3 separate regions of the Mus musculus genome follow, and regions 1 and 2 are each linked to region 3. Evidence: chromatin contacts called from public promoter capture Hi-C data. All regions are on one chromosome and are shown on one strand. Each heading gives the region's core, a stretch centred on a gene start, on an enhancer-like site or on the middle of the called end of the contact. The rest is flanking DNA. Distances are from core to core; before and after follow the strand shown.

Region 1 (4,369 bases), core at 704-3,203, 340 kb before region 3:
AGTACTAGCCTCTGACCTCTAAGTCACCTCTCTAGGTTCTAGGCAAAATTATCTTAGTTCTTCATTGCACCATAGTTACATTTTTAGACTGTACCTGACTTCAAGGAACTCCAACTATGAAATCGAACAAAACCAGGCGTTGCTGACTAGTGACCCAGGCTAGTTTCCGCTGTCAGTGTGTGCTCCCTTCATTTTCTTGGAGAGCATTTTAAAGCAAAAGTTTTTGGGTTAGCCTTGTAGTGGAGCTCTTCTGTGAAAACACAAGCTGCACAACCTATCTCCCCTGGGTTAGGATGTAACAGTTACTCTGGGAGAACATCAATCCTTTGTGGCTTTATACAGTCCGTCACTAACGCTGCCTGCCCTTTACCCTGAGTATGTCACCTGTTCTGACATGAAGTCTCTGAGGGCGGATTTGAATTTCTATTTATTTCTTTGCTTTCGGGTCACCAGCACTTTGGCAACAACTGGCACATTAAACCGCTTAAATCACTTACAAGGATTTAAGCATCTAGCCATCTACCAACACAACGATGGATATTTGTTTTTAAGTCAAGGCAAGTGGTAGATCTTAAGCCATTTTTCTACACCATTTTCAGATTCTCTTGAGACAGGAACATAAGCAGGAGGAGTTCCTGGCCTTCATTACTCTCTCTCCTAAGCAATCTTGTTCCTATGCCCAGTGTTAAGTACTTTTATGAACTGGGTCATACATAAGCTGATATCGCAAGTCTGGTTAGCCTATTTCTCTAGAAGCTTCTAGATAGGTGTTCTATTCAGATTATTCCTAAAGCAGTGTCCAAAGGTGTGTGTGTGTGTGTGTGTGTGTGTGTGTGTGTGTGTGTTGGGGAAGGGGGGACACATTAAGATGGTTTTGGATTTTGGTTAGATTTTTACAAATCACAAGTATGTTATATTTTCCCAAGTCAAAATTTACTCTCAATTTGGTTTAATGACGTCACTTCATTTGCTTTCTTTAATAGAATGTCAAATTTTCTGTCTATAAATTTCCCTAAGTTTATACCTTTTATGTTGCTACTAAAAACATTCTATGCTTAGCTTATCTTTCTATTACTGTAAAAATTACCATGGTGGTTGATATAGCATATAGCCAAATAGCCTCTGGCCTGTCAGCTACTGAATAATGACACAGAGACCTTTTATTAATTATGAAAGCTTGCTCTTAGCTTAGCAGACTCTCAACTAGCTCATGTAAGTAAACGTGGTCGTCTAGCTCTGTCCTTTTTTTTTTTTTTCCCCTGTCCCTTTTCTTATGTCCCAGCACCTGTTTTTTCCTCTGCTCTGGTTGGGGAATCTCCCACCTTCCTGTCTGAGTAGAGCATCTCCTGCCTCGGTTTATTTCCCAGAGTTCCTAACTCTGCCTGGAAGTCCCGCCTATCTTCTCCTTCCTTGCTATAGGCCATTCAACTCTTTATTAAACCAATCAGGTGATGGAGAAGATGTTTACAAACTACTGAGACCGGTGATGCTTCATACAAAGACAACCTTTACACAGTGCACAAGAGATTATCCCAACAACAGCAAGACAGGCTTCTTGTATGGAGAAGGAATGTCATTCATTATAATGTTGCTTGATCTTATATGTAGGTAGATTCAACAACGACTGGAAAAGAGAAGGAGGAGAAGAGGAAGGAAGAGGAAGAGAGCAGAAAAAAAATGTCCATGGTTAACTCAGAAAGATGCTAGAAAACTAACTTGTAACAAGTAAAAACCAAGATCCGACTATCTCTCTCGCACACGCTGTACCCCAGGATAACCATTGGTGGATGACTCTTTCCATTTTGTCCTAGCTAAAAAGTACACCAGTCATGATGGATTTAGAGTACCACAGTGCTGTTTGCTCTAATGACATAATGCATGCGAGCAAAGACCATCAGCATCTGCTAAAAGCATCAGCGGAAAAGCTGAGTGAGAACTTGGCAGCTTCCCGTTTAGCTCAGCAGGGCTTGACTCCGCCCATCCATCACGCACAGTGCACAGAAAGAGCCAGGCGGGTAGGCTCTAGGCTCCGGATGTAGGCAAAACTGGGAACTTTTGTTTTGGTTTATTTTGTTGTTGTTGTTTTTTTTCCACATGTTTTAACATGACTGAGAGTTTAGAGTAGCAATATCTCAAGACAGATCATGAATCGATTTTGTGTAAATGTTTCATTTATTTGTTATTATAGGTAATTGTGTGTGTGTGTGTGTGTGTGTGTACATGCCACAGCAAATGTGGATGTCATAATCAGTTTTCTTTCTCCACCTTGTTTTGAGGTAGAATCTCTCTCGCTATTTCTGCCATGTTTAATACCTCAGTCTCGTTAGCCTATAAGCTTCTGGGGGTTCTCCTATGTCCACCTCCCGTCTCAGTGCACACATTCCATCCATTTAGCAAAGCAACAGTGGTAGCTTCCCCACTGGGGTCTACGACCTCTCCAGCCATGGACTTCTGACCATATTTTATGGTACCTAATATGGATTCCCTCCTGTGGAGAAGGCCTGGACTCTGATCAGAAAGTGGTCGTTTGAGCCCACATGTGTAAATATAAAGAATGCTTTGCAAATTTGATGTAGTAGTAGTGATAGTAGTAGTGTTCATATACATATATGTATTATACATGCATATATATGTGTGCACATATGTACTGCAACATTGCATAGAGATCAGAGGTCAACACTGTAGAGCCTGTTCTCTATACATATATATGTAATATATATATATATATGTGTGTGTGTGTGTGCGCGTGTGTAATATATATATATATATTACACACGCGCAGAGGAACATTGCTGGCTGGCTTGTCCCTGGCTCATCTTTAGCTAGCTTTTTTTATACAGCTCTTGCAGTGGATCTGGGTTCAGATCCCAGCATCTATATGATGGCTTACAACCATCTGTAACTCCAGTTCCAAGGGATCCAATGCTCTTTCTAGTGTCTGGGGGCATCACTTTAGCACATGATACACAGACATACATGCAGGCAAACACTAATACACATAAAATAAAAGTAAACAAACCACTAAAATTTTTTTAAATAAAGAATTCAATCAAGATGAAGCAGGTTGACAAACAAGCCTAAACAAACAGACATCACTGTGTTCTGCTTTTTATACGCTTCTTTCCTAGACATAAACTCTCCTTCCACACAGAGCCTAGGCTCTCATCCTGCAGTTCTTCAAGAGCACAACAGCGTTTTTTCTTACCACTTAGTGGAATTAAATAATTCAGAGTAACATAATCTCCATTACAACACAGACTGAATCAAACTCCCTCCAGGACCCTTTAGAAATACCTTCAAAAATAAAACAACAGCAAGAAAGAAATAGCTCCAAAAGAACACACTGAGGAGCAACCTTGTTTGCTTGCTTGCTTGGCTTGAGACAGCTTCTCCCTCTGTAGGTCAGATTGACCAGAGTTTCACTATGTAGCCCAGGCTAGCCTTGCAGACACAGTATTTTCCTGCCCCACTTTCCAACTTTCAGGACTTTAAAAAATGTTCCCCTTTCCCAACAGTATCAAAATATCAAAGTAATAAAAATGATCTGTAGTTGGTGTTTTCTGTTTGGAAGAGCTCTTCCCCCCACCCCCACAACGGCACAGCAGCTCTTGTGTCCCACAATCCCCACAGCTCAACATTGTGTAAGAAGTGGAGTTCTTTGGCACCTGTTCCCTCAGGGGTGGTGGCACCAGAATGTCCTAGAAACAAGGACTTTCTCTCTCTTTGAAGACTGGCAGAAAAAAAAAAAAAAAAGAATTCAATTTCCCTGTAGGAGTGAATTTTAGTGAAAACCAATTCCATGAGAAATGATCAAATGTGTTTCCTTTCGGCCTTTGCCCTGAAGCCCCTCAGTGCTCAGTGGAAACGGCAGTGGCCAGTGACATCACCTGTCTGACGGTGTCCTTCTCAGGCTCTGAGGCCCGAGATGTCCTTCCCTGCCTTTGAACACAGCCTGCAGCCACACTTTACTTGGTTCCCCTTTTCCCACATTTGGTTATATTTCTTTCTTTTTCATTTAAAAAAATATGCACGTCTTGCTGTGCATCCCAGGCTGTCCTCAAATGCTCATCCTGCTGCCACGGCCTCCCAAGCGCTGGAGTGACCTCGCAGCTCAACGCCGGGTTGATTGCCAGGTTGTGCTGTTTCTTAAGTCTGAGTGGATTTATATTTCCTTTCGTTCATCGTCACATAAGGTTAGTGATTACTTTCAATTCAGCTCATTCTCCTCCTTTTCTTCCCCTGTCCATCTTGGAGGCCACGGTGCTTTGTTTGTATAGAAATGTAATTCTAGTCATTGTACATGTATGATATCGTGAGTTTTTTGTAGCGTGGTAAGGCTACTCGGTGTTATTACAATGCAAGTGTTCAT
Region 2 (4,315 bases), core at 1,400-3,899, 380 kb before region 3:
CTATTCTAGGGCAAAGGGAAGGCCTGACAAGAGACACAGATGGTGACAGGAGCAGAGGTTTCAAACTGCAAGGGATTATGAGTCCTGGCCCTCCTCTCGCAGCAGTCATCACCCCTCCTTACAGTCTCACTCTCAGTTCCTGTCCCTCTGCTGACTGACTCAGCAGCAGCTTCACACGCCAGGCTCTCAGCTCTGTCTTCTCGGCTCACTTCCCTCCAGCCTTCTCTTGGAGGACCAGATGTCACAGACTCCAGTAGACATCACAGACTCCAGTGCACTCCCTGTGCAGGAGAAAAGCATTCCCCGTCGTCTGCTGTTCACAGCAAGGCCAAGCTCAGACAATATTACCAGGACCCACATTTACTCGGTTACCCTTTCTAAAATTAAAGGCACAGCTATAATTTCTGGAGTCACCTCTCCAGCTGCCTTCTTTCCCCATATGCCATATGTCATCAGAAGCCTCATAAATGATTACTTTACAGGGACTCTCAGATTTAACCCTTCAGTCCCGGGGCCTCCACCCTGCCCTTGACCCCCTCACTCCTTGGCTGGTTCGCTGGATGCCTGGTCTCTGGGTCCTTCCTCTTTAAATCTCATGTACCGAGAGCAGGGAGATCGCCTCCCTAAAACACCACTTTTACCATGCTATGCCCAACGAGTAATTTAGAAGGCCTCACTGTCTCCCACATCAGATCCACAAGCTCCTGCCTCCCGTCAGGGCCTCTATAATTTGACCCCACCCTGGCTACCCAACTCCACTTCCTGCTGCTGCTCAGGAAGAATTCCTCCAGCTCCTTCCTCCTCCTCGACAAGTCACTTGGGCTTTCTGACTGTTCATCTCACTGGAATATTTCACCTGTCCTCCGGCTTTTAAATTTTTTTCTCATCTTCTAAGGAGCAGTTCAAATCCCATTACTATTTTTTAATAGTGTGAAAAACACTCACTCTCTTAATTCTATACCTGATCTTAACTGTCCTGGACAATTAGCATATCATATGCATAATACAGTAGTTTATGTTACAGTAGTTTTCCCTTCTAGTTGACAAGCTATGGCTATCAGACACTTTCCAACCTTTACCTGTTGTGTGGAAACCAGTCACATCCAGCCACCGTTCTCCTCTTCTAATATATTTTTTAAATGGTGTAATAGATAGAACCCAACATCTTGCAAATGCTAGGCAAGTACTTTACAATCCATTATACTCACAATCCTTTTTTAAAAAAGATTTATTTTTAGCCTATGTGTACTGTGCTTGTCGGCATGCATGAATGAGTACCTACTTGTGCCTGGTACGCACAGGAACTAGAAGGTGTCAGATCCCCTGAGACTCAGTCATAGACAGCTAAGAGCTCCTTTGTGGGTACTGGGAATCAAACCTGGGTCCTCTACGAGAGCAGCAGATCCTCTTAATCTATAGAGTCACTCACATCTCCTTCCCCCAGTCCTTGATGTTTTGAATCAGAGTCGCTTTCTAACTCATGCTGCTCCTGAACCTGAGGTCCTTCTGCCTCTGCTTCTCTAGGTGAGGGCTGGGTTTATAGGCGTGTGTACTCGTGTCTGCGTGTGTGTGGTGTTCCTGGAGATGGACCTGTATACATACAGACATGTATGCCTGTGTGATGGCCACCGGTCCACCTCGGGTGCCATTCTCCCTGGTTTTCGTTGTGGTATCTCCCAGTGGCCTGAAGCTTGCCAAGCAGGGTAGACTGGCTGGCCCTTCTGCCTGTCTCCACTCCCCAGCTCTAGGACTACACTGAGTGTGCACTACCACACTTAGTATGGTAGGATCTCGGGTATCGCGCTGACTAGGGCATCTTCACTGACTGAGATCTCTCCTCAGCCCCACATCTGGGTTTTTGTTTCTGTTTTATCCTCTTGGTTTTCTTGAGGCCCAGTGTTGCTATCTGTGAAGTCTAGATTGGTCTTGACTTTATGATCCTCCTGCCTTTGGCACTTCAGTAAGGCATAGGTAGAGGTATATGCCACCATCCCACTCTGGTGATTTTCATACTGCTACAGTTGTACAGGTTAGTTTCAAAAGATCATACTGGCCCCAAAGCCAGAAAGGTCATCAGCTCCCTTGAAACTGGGATTACAGACTGTTGTGAGCAGCAATGTAGGTGCTGGGAATTGAACCTGGGTCCCCTGGGAGAGTAGTCAGTGCTCTTCACCACTACTGCTGTTTTAGAGAAAATATTTGCCAATCATTGGACTATACTGTTTATCTAAGTACTTTTTTTTTTTTTTTTAGTAAAAATGTTGTTTATTTATTTATTTGTGGTGTGTGTGTGTTGTCTGTAGGTTACAGAACAACTTGTTGGAGTTTGTTCTCTCCTTCTACCATGCAGGTTCTGGAGACTGAACTCAGGTCATCTGGCTTGGGGCTTGGCAGGAAGTACCTTCACCTGCTGAGCCACCTTACCAGTCCCTATTTGAGTATTTCTGTGTCTCGGTAGACAGTATAATGTTTTTGCCTTTATTTCAAGTGTATGCCTTTCTTCTCAAAATTTCAGTATTACGTAGGTTTGAATCACAATGAAAATATTTCTGCAATTCTATGTAAAACGCCTGGAGTTGGTTAATCGGTACATTGACAGCATTCCTGTGCTAACTTCTGCAGCACCAACAACTGATAAGGCTGTTTCCCTCTGAGCTACAAAGAAACCACACCCCTTAATACTGAGGCACTGGGGCAGGAGCTTCAGACACTCCACACACAACCAGATACTTCCTTTGCATCATAATGGTCCAGGATGGCTGACAGGCCCTAGAACCCCTCCCTACCTGCCGCACAAAAGTTAAAGTGCCCTGAAGAGGTAGAGTGCGGCCACCCTGACTTCTACCCACAGCCATCCAGGGGGCGCTGACTCAGCACACCTTTCAAAGGTTTCCGTTACATTATTTTTCATTTCCTTTGGACATCTTAGTCTACCAGACACTGTCCAACATTGCTCATCCTCACTCCTGCTCTGTAAGATTAAAGAGCTTGCCCAAGTTCTCTCAGCAGCTGACTCAGACAGAGGCAGACACCCGCAGCCAAATAGTGGACGGAGCTTGGGGTTCTATGGAAGAATAGGGGGAAGGACTGCGGACCCAGGAGGGAATAGGGACTCCACCAGAAGACTGACAGTCAACTAACCTGGACCCTTGGGGGGCCTCAGAGTCTGAACCACCAACTAAAGAACATCCACAGGCTGGACCTAGGCCTCCTCCTCCCCACACATATGCAGCAGCTGTGCAGCTTGACCTTCATGTGGGTCCTGAACGACTGGAGTGGGGGCTGTCCTAAAAGCTGTTCCCTGTACTGGGATACGTTCTACTAGCTGGGCTGCCTTGTCTGGCCTCAGTGGGAGAGGAAGCTCCTAGCCCTGCAGAGGCTTGAAGTGCCAGGGTGAGGGGATACCCAGGGGGATCCGTGCACTCAGAGGAAAAGGGTGGAATGGGAGAAGGTTTGTGGGAGGGGGTGATCGGGAATGGGGCAGTGAGTGGGATGAAAAGTGAATAAGTTAAAAAAAAATTAATTAATAAATTAAATTTTAAAAAAGTTCAAAACCTGACTTTGAGAGTCTGGGCTCCATCATCTATCTCTACATGCCTGAAGGTGTCCCCTGCTGTCTGCTGGGACAAGGGCACACCAGGTGACCACTGGTCAGAGCCTGCCTCACACCTTTACCACCAAACCTCGGCTGTCACTGCTGGTGGGGAACATGAAGGAAAATGTGCCCTGGATGCAAGCATGGTATCTGCCCAGTTCTCATGCTTGTCTGCGTGATATTAAGTGGTATAGTCCATCCGGTGGTGGTGATGATGATGGTGGTGGTGGTGGTGGTGGTGATGATGGTGGTGATGGTGATGATAATGGTGATAATGATGATGATGATGGTGGTGGTGGTGATGATGATGGTGGTGGTGGTGGTGGTGGTGATGATAATGGTGATGATGAGGAAGATATAAGCCTGGCAGGGATGGCTCAGGGTACAGGCACTTGTACCAAAGCCTGGTGACCTGAGTTCAATCCCTGGACCCCATGACAGAAGAAAGGAAGCAGCTTCTAAAAGTTGTCCTCTGACTTCCACACAGGTGTCATGGAATGCATGATCCTGTGCACATACTCATGCATGTACACACATGCGCATATACAACAGTAATAATAATAATAAAATTAAATTAAAAACCATAGGGTAGTCAAGATGGATCAGTGGTAAAGGTGCTTGCTGTCAATCTTAAAAACCTGAGTTTTATCTCTGGAACCCACATGCAGAGGACAGAACCAGCTTCCACAAGTTGTCCTCTAACCTTGACACTCATGGCAA
Region 3 (4,245 bases), core at 376-2,875:
TCGGGGGTAGGGTTGGAGTTTGATTATGTTCAGGCTGAGTAGGATCGGGAGAGGGGGAAATGGGAGGAAAACCAGATTTTCAGAACTATGTGTACACACTCATGTGTGCAGGCTTGCACTCCCAGGACACCCTCCCCCCGTACGCCCCAGAACTATGTGTACACACTCATGTGTGCAGGCTTGCACTCCCAGGACACCTCCCCCCCATACTCCCCCCCTCCAGCAGCTAATTCATGAGGGCACTCTGGGTGCCACCCTTCCTGACTGGCTGGTCATTTAGAAAGCAAATGTGAGGAGGGAAAGCCAGGCAGAGTCCTTGGTGCATAGGCGGGGTGGGGAGCGAAAGGCACGCTATGTAGACAGATTTGGATAAAATCCTGTTTTCATCCCAGAAGCTTCAGCTTTTGAAGAGAGATGGGGGATGAGGGGGGGAGTAGCACAGAATAGATCTGTAAGAGAGTGGGCTCAAGAAAAGGGATGCCCTGCCAGGGGAAGCTGCTCTCACCAGAGAGGGCAAGGAGGAAGGGGGCTGGACGTGATGTGGCCTGGCAGAGTGTAGCAATGCGGATCAGACTCGACTCCAGACCCGCTGTCTCTCCATGGCTCCCGTATCCTTCCAGCTACTCCTCATTCTCCATTTTCCCAAGGAACAGCTGATGGAATCCCATTCCTCCAGAGCACGTCAAAAATATTTCAAATATTCCTGACTCTCTCAGAACCCACTCAACACGGGCCTCCTCTCTGCAGCCCCTCCTTACTCCCCCCAAATAGCCCAGATATTATCATTGTTATTTCCAGAACAAACCTAGAGAGAGATTGAGGTCCCTGTCCCCCAGGGTACTACTTCTGAGCTAAAACATCCAAGTTTGCTCGCCAGCATCCAGGAGCCAATAAGAGCAGGCCTCCCCTCGAATCCACTTCTCCAGTTCCATTTGTAACTGGGACTCTAGCCAGTGGAAGTTGTCCCTGGACTGTCAATCGTTTTCCACTCTCCCTCTGTGGAGGATTTCCTCAGGAGCTGCTCCGTCCTTCATCTTATTCAAAATCTTGGGTGGTACCCCCATGATGACAGAGACCTGAACACACTTAGAAAGACTCCTAAGAACACAGGCCCTCCACAAGATGCTCAATAGCTCAGTGGCTCTCCCCTATGACCCGAGAGTTGTCCTCAGGCTCCGAGAAGCCCCTTTCCATTGTGGCGGAGACCTCCCTTCCTGCTTTCGCAAAGGTTCCTTTTGCTGGTCTAGGTGTAGGTTCACCCCTTTCCCAAGAGCCTGGGTCACCCTGATGCTAAAAGTCCAAGCTTTGTGACCACCCCGTACCTTCCACCTCTGCCTCCCACCCACTCCCTGCTCCATCTCGCTCAGGTGCTAGAAAGGATACTTCCATTCCACGATGCTGATGCAGGCCTTCCTCAGGGGGTTCTGTAGAGTCAGGCAGAACAAGGCCCGCGGGGGCCTCGGCAGAATCTCAGGAACAGGTTTCTTCGGCTGCTTCTTCCTCAGGCCCTCGTCCTGGGGTGAGGGCGGCTCCATGGCTTTCCCTGACACCCCTCTCTTCCCCCAGCCCACTGCCCTCTCCTCCCTGTGTCCCCAGTGCCCCCACCTTGGGGACTGGACCTGACTGAGCCTATCCTGCTGAGGCAGGCAGACGGGTCGGGCGTGGGGGCGGGAGGATTACTCTCTCTGCTCCCAGCGAGTAAAATTAGCCCCTGCTGCCCAGCCCAGGCTCCTGCGGCCAGGCAGCTGTCATTCCTTCCAGTCCAGCCGGTGACATCCCCATCTGCCCCCGAGGAGGCAAGGGCTGGGTGTAAAGGGGTGACTTATTATATCCAGGCTTGAGACGGGGTAGGGGCAGTGGGAGACAGGAAGGCTTCACAGCTGGGGCAATGAGGGTCAGGGAGAGGAACCCGTGGAGTAGAGCCACAAACTCCAAACAGGTTCCTTAGATGGAGATTAAGTTTCTCCCCACCCCAACTCCGTGGCTCTGTCCAGAGAATGTGTTGGGTGGTGGCCTAGCTCAGCATAGCTCCACTCACACCAGTCTCAGTGTCTGTCAGGATCTGCCCAGGACCCTCTCACACTTGCCGCCCCCAATGCCTTCTTCTGGCAAATATGGAGCCCCTCTCCTACCAGAGGGAAAGGCTCCAGGCAACCTTGAATGTGCACTGCTCTCACAGGGCCCCTGGTCCTCCAATCCCTCACTAGACAATGTCTGTGTGCTTTCTCCCTAGAACCCTGGCCTCTCCCATATTCAGTCTCAGCATACACACTAATCTCTCTGGAAATGTTAGGTGACTGCACCAGCTAGCAAACATTGCAAGGTGGAGGGTGGGCATAGACAATAATTCAGGAATCACAAAATTCAACAATCCCTTTTTATTTAGTCCTTGATGTAAACACAATGTCAGTGGACCCTAGAAGCTTACAAGTCTTGGGGTGGGGGAGGCGTTAAGTCCAGAAGAGACTGAAGGGTGGGAGAGGGGAGGTGATCACTCGCTGTCAAGGAAGCCAATGGGCACCAGCGACCTCTCCCTCCCTCTCTCTCTCTCTCTCTCTCTCTCTCTCTCTCTCTCTCTCTCTCTCTCTCTCTCTCTCACACACACACACACACACACACACACACACACACACACACACACTTCCCCTAAGTCTGTCAGCTCCAGGGTGCTGAATGCAAGCAGCTGCCTGTCTTCACTTCCCTCGTCCCTCCCTCAGAATTCCTGCTCTTTAGAGGCCATCAAGCTCCTCGCTAGTATTTGAGGCCATCTTGTGGAAGGTTCAGGCATAACAGAAAGTGTGGCTGACTTCCAGGGGACTTGGTGTGGTGGACAGCAGAGCTTCGCTGAGGCTGGTCCAGGAGCTGTCCAGGGCTCTGCTCCTCACCGCAGACATCAGCTCCTGGGATCCGTATCTCGCCATCTCTACCCCAGGCCCTCACATCTGGCTCAAGTGGGTGGAGGTGGGATCACAGACCTCGAACACCACTGTTCTTTGTCCCGCACAGATGACCCAGAAGCCCCCAAAGCTGTTCCCTAGAGGGGCAAGTCCAGGCCTCTGGCCAGATCAAAGGCTGGGTTCCTCCGACTCCAAAAAAGGCGACGAGGAAAAGGGGGATCCACTGGACTCGGCCACCAAGGAAGAGGGCTGCGGCACGTTGCTGTGGCCCGTGTGGGCGGGCGGCGGGGAGGTGGCGGGAGGTGGCGCGCCGTCGGGGGTGGCGCTCAACAGCTCCTGCAGGTACTTGATGTAGCGGATGGCGGCGCGCAGTGTCTCCACCTTGCTGAGCCGCTTCTCAGTCAGGGCGCCGGGGAGGTGGCCGCGGAGGCGCGCGTAGCCCTCATTCACGCACTTGACGCGCTGCCGCTCTCGCTCGTTGCGCTTCTGGATGAAGGCAGGCTCGAACGGGTAGTCGTAAACCCCGAAGGCGCCGGGAAAGGGCACGTAGGGGAACACCCCAGTGTAGGCGTCGTAGTAAGGCGGCTCGGAGTGGCCGGGGTACAATAGAAAGGGTACGTTGCTCAAGGGTTCGGTGGCTGCCAGCGGCGTCTGTCCAGCAGGGGCCACGACACCTAGCTGCATGCCCCCCGGGGGCCCACGGTCCACCAGAGCTCGGCAGAAGTTACTGTTCATTGTGCCTCGTGGAGCTGGACCCAGAGTGAGGCCCTCTGAAAGGCCTCTGCACGGGCTCTGTGTGGTCCTGACAAAGGGGACAAGTCACATTGCTAGCACTCTGGGGTGCTGCGAGTTGCTAAGGCTTCATTTTGCCTTTTTGGGTTGGCTTGGACTCCTTAATGTGAGTCATAGCTCTGGACAAGTGCAGCAGCTAGCAGAGGCACAGCAGGTATCTGCTGTGGTCGCGCCTGCGGTGACATGTGTTGAGCAATCTGAGCACTTTCTCCCTCTTCCCTGCCTGGTCCTCCTGGACTGAGAGTCTTGCCTCTTCCTGCAGTCCAAGGCCGCCAGCACTGCCCCTGGCTCTAGCTGCGAGCCTCCATGACCAGATTCCCCCAGCGCCCAATTCTTGTTCCTCACTGGATCTTTTTGCAGGATCCCGGATCTGCGGGGGATGTGGGCAGAGGCGGAGAGCCCGTCAGCTCAGCAGAAGAGTTCCCAGAACTTTGCTAAAAGTAGAGAAAAGTGAACATATCACTAAGGAAAGGCCTTTGTGGTACTCCTATCTCCAGAAACAATCAAGAGGAAAGAGGGCGGGGATTTGGAGAACTGTTGGTCTGAGCTCAAATCT

The links. Promoter capture Hi-C pulls out the DNA fragments that hold promoters and counts their contacts.
Region 1: a contact with region 3 is called in a promoter capture Hi-C map of embryonic stem cells, with 2.3 times the contacts expected there. The contact joins the enhancer-like site here to the promoter of Cacna1s in region 3. A contact is called at or near these places in 5 of 39 promoter capture datasets (the 3T3-L1 cell line, embryonic stem cells, pre-B cells and 1 more), 2 of 484 Hi-C or Micro-C datasets (the HPC-7 cell line and embryonic fibroblasts), 1 of 115 datasets of contacts at active chromatin or transcription factors (pancreatic cancer cells) and 2 of 9 other capture datasets (embryonic stem cells and pancreatic islet).
Region 2: a promoter capture Hi-C map of stem cell-derived epiblast-like cells shows a contact between it and region 3, with 2.4 times the contacts expected there. The contact joins the enhancer-like site here to the promoter of Cacna1s in region 3. A contact is called at or near these places in 16 of 39 promoter capture datasets (the 3T3-L1 cell line, the C10 cell line, the HPC-7 cell line and 10 more), 1 of 484 Hi-C or Micro-C datasets (cerebral cortex), 3 of 115 datasets of contacts at active chromatin or transcription factors (embryonic basal ganglia, embryonic stem cells and stem cell-derived neural progenitor cells) and 2 of 9 other capture datasets (liver and pancreatic islet).

Annotation. Positions count from the first base shown.
Region 1 is chr1:136,392,290-136,396,658 of GRCm38.p6, reverse strand. No RefSeq gene overlaps it. Among named protein-coding and RNA genes, the nearest start is that of Ddx59, 21 kb to the left of the region's middle. Within about 2 kb of position 1,953, at least 37 of the 459 cell types and tissues checked have an H3K27ac peak or open chromatin away from gene starts, as enhancers often do. A contact at or near this core is called in embryonic stem cells, where this site is marked.
Region 2 is chr1:136,426,180-136,430,494 of GRCm38.p6, reverse strand. All of the region lies in intron 4 of Ddx59 (DEAD box helicase 59), which reads right to left. Among named protein-coding and RNA genes, the nearest start is that of 9230116N13Rik, 13 kb to the right of the region's middle. Within about 2 kb of position 2,649, at least 35 of the 459 cell types and tissues checked have an H3K27ac peak or open chromatin away from gene starts, as enhancers often do. A contact at or near this core is called in embryonic stem cells and stem cell-derived epiblast-like cells, where this site is marked.
Region 3 is chr1:136,050,191-136,054,435 of GRCm38.p6, reverse strand. It overlaps Cacna1s (calcium channel, voltage-dependent, L type, alpha 1S subunit), which reads right to left and starts at 1,625. Exons shown (of 44, transcript NM_001081023.2): 1 at 1,384-1,625. The coding sequence starts at 1,535. It overlaps Ascl5 (achaete-scute family bHLH transcription factor 5), which reads right to left and starts at 3,632. Exons shown (of 1, transcript NM_001270609.1): 1 at 3,066-3,632. The coding sequence starts at 3,632. The coding sequence ends at 3,066.